2 separate regions of the Danio rerio genome follow, and region 1 is linked to region 2. Evidence: chromatin contacts called from public Hi-C data. All regions are on one chromosome and are shown on one strand. Each heading gives the region's core, a stretch centred on a gene start, on an enhancer-like site or on the middle of the called end of the contact. The rest is flanking DNA. Distances are from core to core; before and after follow the strand shown. Region 1 overlaps si:ch73-51i5.2. Region 2 holds the start of zgc:171971.

The links. A called contact is a pair of places that touch in the nucleus more often than the background predicts.
Region 1: a contact with region 2 is called in a Hi-C map of an unstated tissue, with 2.8 times the contacts expected there. The contact joins the enhancer-like site here to the promoter of zgc:171971 in region 2. A contact is called at or near these places in 2 of 18 Hi-C or Micro-C datasets (caudal fin and an unstated tissue).

What each region holds. Positions count from the first base shown.
Region 1 is chr12:7,936,222-7,938,921 of GRCz12tu, forward strand. All of the region lies in intron 17 of si:ch73-51i5.2, which reads right to left. Among named protein-coding and RNA genes, the nearest start is that of phyhiplb, 65 kb to the right of the region's middle. Within about 2 kb of position 1,295, at least 4 of the 62 cell types and tissues checked have an H3K27ac peak or open chromatin away from gene starts, as enhancers often do.
Region 2 is chr12:7,837,101-7,839,800 of GRCz12tu, forward strand. zgc:171971 reads right to left here and starts at 1,373. Exons shown (of 10, transcript NM_001109828.1): 1 at 1,292-1,373; 2 at 834-1,008. The coding sequence starts at 1,007.

The DNA.
Region 1 (2,700 bases), core at 45-2,544, 99 kb after region 2:
TTTTTTTCTTTTTAAAATATTTCCCAAATGATGTTTAACAGAGCAAGACATTTTTCACAGAATTTGTTTTATTTCGACTAAACTTAATGCAGTTAAAAAAAATAAATAAAAAAAAAAAAAACATTTTAAGTTCAATATTATTAGCCCCCTTAGGGTGCATCCACACAAAATGCGGAGAAAGTATGAGTAATTTACATGCTAAGTCCATGCAAAGACATGAACAGACATCCTGCAGCATGATTCAAGTGAATGAGGCGGTGCAAATGGCGCGATTCGTGCGAATGAAGCAGAGCGTTTTGCTTGTTTGACATGCTTGAACCGTTTAATGCACAGATCGCTCAAGTTGGAACTTCAGCGGACATTCGCACTGTGTAACCAATCAGGAGCTTGCTCTTGTAGTGATTATGACGTAGCGCCTGTTGTTAGTGTCCCAAGGGCAAATCCTACTGCTGACACCTGACAACAGAACATCAAACTGGGCTGGGCTCAGTCAGAAGCACCGCTGAAAGCTTCCCTCATCCAGGTATAGTTTCTGAAGGAGTGGATTAACTCACAGAGTTGGGTGCACCTCTGAAATCAGGATCTAGTGGACTCAGACACGACCCCAAACAAATCTACGTTGTTTTTCAGCCTTCCTTAAGCACATAAAGCACTGCTACTCTTTCAATAAAATGCATGTTAACAATTTAGCAACGAAGCTACAGTGACAGGGCAAACAGAAGCCCTGGCCATGATGCGAATCCACGTCTATTGTGAAGTGATGCGCGAATTAAGCAAATTTGTCGTTTGCAATCAAACACAAAATGTTCACGTGTATATTTATGCGTGAATAGCACAATTTATTTCTGGTGTGAACACAGCATTAAGCAGTATTTTTTCTAACTTGTCTAGTTAACTTAATGAAACTGGTTAAGTCTACAAATGTCACTTTAAGCTGAATACTAGTATCTTAAAAAATATCTAGTAAAATATTATCCACTGTCATTGTGGCGAAGATAAAAGTAATCAGTTATAAGTAATGACTTATTAAAACTACTATGTTTAGAAATGGGTTGACAAAAATCCTCTTTCCATTAAACAACTGTATATACACACACAGACAAGAATTCATAATGTTTATGCGATATCCTTGACTGGTCTCATGAGGTTCACCCAAATTAGATTCAAGATTCTGGGGGCCTGTTTTGACTCTTAAAATAACTTTATGTACAAGCCTCTTCTACTGTATGCGCATGTTGTCTGCATCCCATAAGGGATGTTCAGCACAGTGATAAAGACTGCACTAAAACTGCACGCGAGATGTGTTTCCAGACTTGATGAAGTGGGGAATGTGTAAATTGAGCAATGACGCGGGCCTCCCTCAGAGCGGCTGGTACTCGCTGACAGAAGAAATCTCTCTATCCAGTGCTACTCTTACGATAACACTTGGTGGAGGGGTGTTTTTCATTCTTACAGGATTACTTCACCCAAAAATGAAAATTATTTATTCACACTTGCGTCCCTTCCAAATACTTGACTTTCTCTTTTTGTGTGTGAAAAACAACTGAAAATCTTCACTTGTAGTATTTGATTATTAAAACTATGGCCTAAAATGAAAACTTATCAAATGTGGGACTAAGTGCTGTTTAACTTATTAATTAGTAACTTGATTGATCAATTCTAATAATGCCTGAGATTATTCCATGTCGTTAAATAAATGTCTAAAATTATAGTATACAATTTATATAAATATATTTAATGCACAGCACTGTGATCGTTTTACTTGAGCGTTATACATGTACTGTATTTTTAAAAAAATAAAAAATAAATAATAAATATATACAAGTATTTAAAATAAGTAAAATGCATTTCAAATGAAGAGTTTGTGTTTTCTCTACCAAAACTTTTTTTGTTAAAAACAAGAAATAATTTTAAATATAGTTTTACTGTTGTTATATACTACTCCTATACTACTACTACTAATAATAATACTAATAAATAATGTATTTAATTTTTATTATTATTTTTATTATTATTATTATTATTATTATTATTATTATTATTATTATGGCGATGCAGTGGCGCAGTAGGTAGTGCTGTCGCCTCACTGCAAGAAGGTCGCTGGGTCGAGCCTTGGCTCAGTTGGTGTTTCTGTGTGGAGTTTGCATGTTCTCCCTGCGTTCATGTGGGTTTCCTCCGGGTGCTCCGGTTTCCCCGGTACAGGTGAATTGGGTAGGCTAAACTGTCCATAGTGTATGCATGTGTGTGAATGAGTGTGTATGGGTTTCCAAGTGATGGGTTGCGGCTGGAAGGGCATCCGCTGCGTGGAACATATGCTGGATAAGTTGGCGGTTTATTCCGCTGTGGGTACCCTAGATTAATAAAGGGACTAAGCCGAAAAGAAAATGAATGAATGAATGAATGTTTATATAATATTTATAAGATATTGTATAAAATATTTTGCTCTTATACACTTACACTATATGGAAGTATGTGTTTATTTATTTTGTGCAAATAAATAAATACATTTATTTTAAAGTATTATAATTAACAATAATTACATTTAAATAGTTTTTACTATTATTATTATGCATACCAAATGCATCAAATCAGTTACTAAATGATTTTGTGTATTTAGGCACATGCATGTTGGCGTTTGTGTAAACATTATTTTTATAATTCATCATTTATAAAATCATGCATGTCTAAATGATCTTAAAC
Region 2 (2,700 bases), core at 123-2,622:
TACCGTTTCCTAAGGTATGTATTTGTTTGTTTTTTTTATTTATATTTTAATTATTATTTATTTTATCTCGTTTTTTTTTTATTTTTTTTTGTTTTGTTTTTTTTTAGGACAAATCTCCGACAACAAAAACATATCTAAAGGTGCTACTTTAAATTGTAAAGAAATTTGAGTTTTTGAAACTAATGAAGACAGCAGAAGTCAAAGACTTGTTTTAATTATTTACTGTAGCCTGACATGTTTACTGTTGGAAAATATTTAAAATGTTTCTCAAAGTAAATTTTTTGTATTTAAAGTGGAAAAAAAGTTTGTTTTTTACCCAGAGATTTAAAAAGAATATATTTTAGAGAAGTAATCACAATACTGTGAAACCGTGATATTTTTTATCCAAGGTTATCATCCCGTCAGAATCTTGTATCGGCCCATGCCTAATGATCATATCACAAGTTCTGAATGAACGAGCGAATACAAAACCAAATTTAAAATCTCAATAATAGTTACAGGTTTCCAGCATTTTTCATAATTATTTATTTTGTGTTTAAGGTAAGGTAAGGTAAAACTTTATTGTCCCAGTTAGGGAAATTTGTCTTGTGATGACTGCAGCTGAGGGCAAGAGCCCAAACATGGACAAAACAATAAACATCCAAAACACAAACAAGTAATTCAATAAATTCAACACAAGACAGAAACGAATAACGTTAAAGGTTTGAAACAAGGAAAGAGTAAGTAAATGATGACAGAATTTTTATTTTTTTGCGTGAACTATCCCTTTAAACCAATCTTTTGTCTTTGTTAAAGATTAAAAACAGCATTAAAAAGGTATTAGAATGAGTAACCTTTTTAAATCCTCCCAGGGTCAGGTCTCTGGACCGCAGGGAGGTCAGTCTGCCTGGTGGAGGAGGATTGTGTGAAATTCTCCCTGGCAGTCCTTTAACGTTGCCCAGAGCAAAAGACGGTCTGAAAGTGGAAGATGAGCTCGCCTCCGCGTCCCCATCTCCATGATCACACATCCTGCCAAACACACAAACAACAAACCCTACTGAGCAGCGTGCAATATGTGATTACTCAGACTCAAACAAAGGTGAAAACCTTAATTTTCCAAGAGAAACGCTCGTTCAAAATACACTAAATGTGCGCTGACTTGGATTTCAAGACGCGCGCGCCTCCATTTTGTTAGCAACCTATGCTATCAAAACAAAGCCTTTCATAGCACTTTATGACATTTAGACGGACATATTTAAAAATGCTGCGCACGGCTGCATTAGAGATAAGTGAAAATAAATACTATACGTACTTGAAATTTGTGTAAACTGCTCACATCATATCTGCCGAACTCTTCCAGCTGACAGCTACATCCTTGCAGGAGCATCATTGGTCACGTGACACGAGCCCTCTGTTAGGAAAAGATTACTCAGACATTTTATATTATATTATATTATATTATATTATATTATATTATATTATATTATATTATATTATATATCATTTTTTAATATTTACATATTATTATTTTATATATCATCTATATTATATTTTATTTTATATTATTATATCATTTTATATTATATTTATCACAATAACAAATTTTTTAATAAAAATAAATAAAATATATTTAAAGTTTTTATTTGTCCATTTAGTCTTATGGTGTCATCATGATGGTTTTGTTAATAAACTCTCAATTAATAAAATATTAATAAACTTTTAACTTAAAAAAAATTATAAGTGCTGTATATTAAATAATAATGAACTAATTTTAAATATTTTGTTTTTAACGGTTATTTTATCTGAACAATAAATAAACATTTTGTTTCAAATCTATTTACATATATATTTATAGCTATTTTTATAAATATCATATTGTATTAGGCCTATATAATGATATACTATAATAACTCTGGACTGTATTTCATAAATACTCTTTAAAATTGTAAATGGTAAATTTTAATTTAATGCACAAACATTTTAAACATATTTATTTATAGTTTTAATTTAATGCACAAACATTTTAAACATATTTATTTAAAGTTTATTTCATTCCTTTTATATGGTCTCTTTTGTGTCATAAAATGGTTTATTATCGGACTGAATTTTAAAACTACTGTCTATGAAATTTCGTGTTTTGTGTAAAATATACTCAATATTTGTACAATACATTTATTTTGAATATTATGCATTAACAAGTATAAAATAAAACTAAAATGAAAAGGTGAAAAATAAAAACATATTTTATAAAAAACTGTTGTAAAAGTAACCACTTCAGTAAGTTTTGGGACACAGACCCCTTCCATCCACCCTTCTTCTAACTCATATTGAACAAAGGGCGGCACTCAACTTTTGGCTGCCCTCACTTTTTTATTCCTATTTATATTATATTATATTATATTATATTATATTATATTATATTATATTATATTATATTATATTATATTATATTATATATTTTGCTAGCAGAGAGCTTATCATTCCTGTTAGAAAAAGATATAATAATATAATATAATATCTAGTTTTTCACAATAATGAATAAATATTGTTCATTAAAATAATGTAAATACATTTAAAGTTTATATTTGTGCAATTTGCAACTAATGTTTCTGAAATAATTTATATAGTTTTGTTTTTTGTAAAATATATTCAATATTTGTAAAATATATTTCTATTTAATAATTTAAATAATACACAATTAATTATAAAATAATAAACAAA